2 separate regions of the Oryzias latipes genome follow, and region 1 is linked to region 2. The links are chromatin contacts, called in public Hi-C maps. All regions are on one chromosome and are shown on one strand. Each heading gives the region's core, a stretch centred on a gene start, on an enhancer-like site or on the middle of the called end of the contact. The rest is flanking DNA. Distances are from core to core; before and after follow the strand shown.

Evidence for each region. A called contact is a pair of places that touch in the nucleus more often than the background predicts.
Region 1: a contact with region 2 is called in a Hi-C map of embryo, with 2.6 times the contacts expected there. The contact joins the enhancer-like site here to the promoter of LOC101163480 in region 2. A contact is called at or near these places in 2 of 5 Hi-C or Micro-C datasets (embryo and fibroblasts).

Annotation. Positions count from the first base shown.
Region 1 is chr4:20,739,932-20,742,675 of ASM223467v1, reverse strand. All of the region lies in intron 10 of LOC101163480 (carboxyl-terminal PDZ ligand of neuronal nitric oxide synthase protein), which reads right to left. Among protein-coding and RNA genes, the nearest start is that of LOC111947325, 51 kb to the left of the region's middle. Within about 2 kb of position 1,400, at least 3 of the 8 cell types and tissues checked have an H3K27ac peak or open chromatin away from gene starts, as enhancers often do. A contact at or near this core is called in embryo, where this site is marked.
Region 2 is chr4:20,588,008-20,590,946 of ASM223467v1, reverse strand. LOC101163480 (carboxyl-terminal PDZ ligand of neuronal nitric oxide synthase protein) reads right to left here and starts at 1,615. Exons shown (of 13, transcript XM_023954384.1): 1 at 1,147-1,615; 2 at 780-851. The coding sequence starts at 1,251.

The DNA.
Region 1 (2,744 bases), core at 151-2,650, 150 kb before region 2:
TGTGATTTTAAAACTATGCAAACCCATAGAAAAGGTGAATATTTAGGCACTACTGAATGGGATCATTGGGTATTCTATTCTCTCTGGCCTTCACTTGTGATGAGAACTGACTTGCAAAAATTCAGCAAATGCAAAACAAACAAAAAAAAAACTCTCTAATACTGAGAATTGATTGGCAGAGTGAATACTTGAATAACTTACAATGACAGCCTAGTATCAGTGCAGCTCAAGCTTACTGCACATTTGGGAAAGCATCCCATGTATCGGGGAAAAAAAAGACACCAAGAAGCATCTCAGACACTTTTATGACATTTCTTTCTGCTCACTGTGTTGTTTGGTCGTCTTGTTTCCAGGCTGTCACATCCCATGGGGCTTATTTACCCTCTGTCTGCATACATCTTAACAGTTTTAATACAGGGAGTGATATATTTCCAGAAAACTGTAATAAAATCTTCAACAAAGTGCCACCCATTCATGTTACTGGCACATATTTAAAAGATGATTTATAAAGCTCTAAAGATCTTATGTTACATTTAAATTAAAGCATTAATTTGTATTAATGCAAAAAAGGTTTTAGTATGAAGTAATTTAATTTGAAAGGTATAACAAAAAAAGGAAATGATGATGAAAGCAGCTGGTTTGAAGCAGAGGAGCTGTTTGAAAAAAAAAACCCACATAATGACATAAAATATGGACTGAATATTTAAATGAAAATCCTGACAGCTATTGGTTTAGTCAGGGGTTTTGGAAATCTATTCCTCGCTTCTGCCTACAGAAATGTGCCATCGCCTGTAGTGTGAAGATGTTTTAAAGCACATTTGTTTAGTTTCTGTTGACACCAAATTGGGGGACGCAGTGACAAAAGCCATCGTTCTTGGTGATTGGACACTGTGCTACGCTAGATCATTCTGACGGGCTTTTCTTCTCATTGACTTGGAACGAGATTTAAAGTTTAAGCTTCTGCTTAGGACTGAGAGTTCATTACCAGCAATCGTCAAATGAACATTGCATATACAGACACAAATACATTAGTTCTTATGTGGGACTGACTTTGATCATACTTTCAGACAGAGAAAGAAACGACCATCCCTTGATACAAACTCATTCAGACGGGGATTGGCAACATGAAAACCAGTTTTACCAGAGTCTGAATGATTTGTTTGATCCAATCAAAGCGTTCATCTAAAGCTCTCTGCAAAAGATAGAGAACGTTATGAAAGTCCAACTGATTCCCTTTCAAGTCCTTGGCAGAATTTACTGTTTCCAAACTCCGGACTGACAGGGAAGCTGCTTTGATAAATGGGAGCTGAAAATGTAAACTTGGCGGGGTTTCCTTGTGAGACAGAGTTAGTACTTTAATACCACACTGTGCCCGGGGGCCATACACAAAGCTGGGTTGACACAATGGAGGCCACTCTTGGCTGTCATCTGTGAGTCAGTATTCTGGCATGAGAGAGGATTGTTGTTTTCCAGCTGAATTAAAAAAAAAAACTAAAAAAAAACAAACAGTGCTCCTAGAGGTCCAACTAATCCCAGCTTTACATAAATTGAAAAGAGGGAAAAGTGTGGACAAGAGAGCAAACATGTTCTGGCTACTAAAATCAACAAGCTGTGTGGAGACAAATGAGGAAGGCTGTCTGTGGAAGGCAAAGGACAGAGCAGGTCAGAAGTTCATTGGGGTGACACCAAAAACAAAGTTTTTAAGTACAGATGCGCAGATCTGCAGAAAAAGTGATCCTGAACAAAGCAGACAGTCCGACAGTTAGTTGATAAATTAGTATTCATCTCTTCTAACAGAATGAGTCACTTTTCCCATGAGCTGCTGTGCTGTTGTTGCTCCTGTCAAGCAGAAAGCTCATCCCTTAACTACAATGTAAAAAAGTTTTACACGTGAACATTTTCAACCCACAGAAGGACGTTAAGTTTTTTGCTCTGATTTCAAGTTGACGTCTTTGCATTTCTGTGACGAGACATGGCAAACGGGTGAGGACTCCCATTTATATTTCATCAGTTCAAAAATGTGAAACCTCAAAGATCGGCTCCAGAATTGCAATTAGGAGCTACGTGACGGCGTTTGATAAGCTGAGAGGGGGCCCTGCGTGAGTAATCAAGGGGTAAGAAAAAAGGAGGGGAATGACGGATACATTTTAAAGACGCACATTCGTGGATCTGCATACAGATCACACTCAAACTGCCTGGTGTGTTTGTGGGAGGTAGCCAATTGAGAAAACTGACAATAATCTTGAAGAGCCTTCAGAGATAATGTGAAGCAAATTATCATCCTAACAATTTACTCCAACTTGAAATTAATTTTGCAATTAATTTCAAGTTTGAGTGGTGGAAAATGAACAACACAGCATTAGCATTCACTCTGCTTTTTTAAAATTTCTTTTTTAGTATTCTAGAAGCTTCTTGGAATTGCGTCATCCTAAGGTGAGGTCTGGGCTTGAGGCTTGCAGGATACAATGGTTTTAAAGAATAATTACAATACTATGTTAAAGCAGGTAATGTAGCCTTCCCCATGGTTTATCAGACTGCAAACAAATAAACGTCTGGCAAAGTCTCATTTCCATCTAATTAACGTTTGGGTTTCTGTACTTTACATCTTTGCTTTTGTGTGTTTTTTCTTAATAGTTATAGTATCCATGCAAATCTTTTATTAAAGTCAGATAAAATAAAAAATTAGTTAACTACTAAAATCAGAGTACCGTAAAGTCTAGCTTCATTTTTTGAATGGCCCTTGG
Region 2 (2,939 bases), core at 366-2,865:
GTTTTCAACAGAAGTTTTCAATTTGGGTTTAAAAACAGCATAATCGTGATTCAAACACCACTGGGAATGTGTTTAAAATAGTTTGAATGATGATTGGAACGGGACCTGTAATAAATGGAGTAATACTAGGATCACGGAGCCGGATTGCTCTTCAAAAGTGGGTCCGCACAGAAAAGTCTGCATAAGGGACGTTATGAAAAAAGACGGATGATACTGGCATCTTTAGATTGATTACAAATGAAGTTTTGGATTCTAGAAGACTGACACCTGAGTTATCCTTTGACTGAGAAACATGTTGCCAGATTTCCATATAAATGTAAAGACAATCATTTGACAATTTGGTAGAAGAGAATATAAATATGACTGTTTGTGAGGGGTTATACTATAAGGTCATGATTAACCAATAGAAGAAGCAGAGGTCACATATATGAACGTGCTTGATCTGCTATGATGAGATAAAGAAACTAAAGTTATAGTTGTAAGGAAAATCAGCTGAGGCATCATATTTGTTGTTCTCACCATCTGAAGTATACTCAGGATCTTTTTTTTTTAAATCTTATTTTGGCATTTGAATCCCAGTTGGAAAGAGTGAATTGATGAAAAAGATAGAAAATGTGTTTCTGAAACACTAAAAATTTACCCCTTAATCCTGTAATATATATGGGAGGAATTAAGCATGCATTAATATTGTTTAGACACTTCAGCACTTTTCTGAAGTGAGCGTCGATTGTAGCAAAAGCTAAAGTTTTCTGGAGCGTTAACTTTTTGTCTTCACTCACCCGGATTCGTCTCATCGCAGCCACGATCTCCACCCGGCTGCTCGGCCGCGTCACATCCAGACTGCCGATGTACTGCGGGTGGAAGGGGTGAAACGTGACAGGTACAGCACATTAATGCCTCAAACATTATGTTTCCAGTTATCCTGACTCAAACTGCACCTGAACCATGCAGCTTTAACCTCCAGCTAACTAACAACTTCAGCTACTAACTAACTAAGCTAGCAGAAGTTTCGGACTTCTTTTCTTTCATTTTTTTCTGGAGTTTTTTTTTTTTTTTTTACTCGAAACTTCTGTGCCAGACACGTTCGTGTCGAAAGGCGGACATTGGAATGGAACGAGTTCCGTTTCAAGAGTTTGTATTTTTCACCTTTGCCTCGAAGTTGATTCCATGCTGGAACGCTTCCTCGTTGTGCAGCGGGATCCTCAGGTCGTGTCCATCATCCACCAGGTTGTATTTGGTCTTCGCAGGCATTCTCCAACTGTGTGTGTCTTTTATTAATCCAATCTTCCAGGGGAACTCGGGAGTACAAACCAGGCCGATTTGATTCAAAAAAATCCGGGTGGTAAGCGATCCTGTACATCCACTCACTGGCTCCACATCGCAGCAAAAGCTCCCACTGCGCCTCAGCGGCGGTGCTACCAACTTCCCAGGTACTCCGGCGAACTGCTATCCCGCTAAAAGCTCCGCGAAGCCGCGCTGATCACACGCGTTGGACAGGCGTCACGCGCGCGCGGACCGTGTTTTCCTGACTTTTTCTGTTCTGAATGTGGAAGTTTGTCGGCTCTGCCTCCGGATCTGGACTCCCCGCCCCCGCCCCCGCGGTACGGAAAGAGGGCGTGATTGGAGGAGTCGGGAATCCCACCTGTTTCCATTGAAAAACGGAGGCGCCGTGGGGGCGTGGCTTACCGGCTATGTACCTGCCTCTTTCTCCTCCCCCTCCTTCTTCTTCATATACATAAGAAAGAAAAAAACAGCCTGGACGATTCCCATTCAAATTTTTGTCATACCTGTTCTTTGTCAATACGTAACGTACTTACTGGTCAGTGAGGACAATAAAATTAAAAAACATTTAAAATAATTTCTCAATTACCAAATATATGTATATTTAGGTCATATTTATTTAGAGGTTTGTTCTTAAATCAAGTAAAGTGCCAGAAAACTCAAGGGTGTAGACTTCATAAACATCTGGTCCAGATTTCAAGGACAATGCTGCCAACTAGCGATTATTTCTGGTATTACATCGATGCAATTTGTGTTAAAGCCCTTTCTCATTTCACTTTGTTCTCTTTCACTAAGAATGAAATGTAAACTTATCTTCTTTCTCTTTCGGCTTTTCCCATCAGGGGTCGCCACAGCGAATCATCCTTTTCCACCTCACTCTATCATGAACATCTTCTACCCTAACATTAGCCAACTTCATGTCCTCTGTCAAGACATCCATGTATCTCCTCTTTGGCCGTCCTCTTGCCCTCCTGCCAGGCAGCTCCATCTCCAACATCCTTCTACCAATATATCCACTATCCCTCCTCTGAACATGTCCAAACCAAACCAAATGAAATGTAAACTTATATTTTCAGAAAATGTGGTCAAGACTTTTTCTAAGTCATTGCATACATTCTATAGCTTCTATTTCGTGGTTTATGTACATTTTTATATTTTGCACATATTTTTGCAAATAACAGTCAATTTTTTTATCATATTGGTGTCTTTATTGAACTGATATGGTGACTGCTTTTAATCTCACTGTACATATGGACAATTACAATAAATAATTACATTATCCATGTTAGTGGGATAAAGATAAAGTTTTATATGATCATTCCAACATTTACCAGCCCAAGGCAAAACAAATTTTTGTCCACTTTGATCTTTTAGATTTGACTTTAATTGTAAATATTGTAGCTTTACATATATCAGTTCAAAATCATAGACATCATTTTTCTTTGTTTTGCTTGGGACCATTTTTCAGATTTTTGTTTTCTTTTGAGCTAGATGGGAATACGTTGCTTTACTAATGTCCCCCCCACTGAAAGATTGGAATAGAACAGCTTCCTTCATCCGTTAAAGCCAGAACATTTGAAGATGAAGCCTAAAATACTAAATGAATGAAATTATGTTTTATGAGGAAAATGTGTTGCCTTTCAAAGTCTACTGCTCAT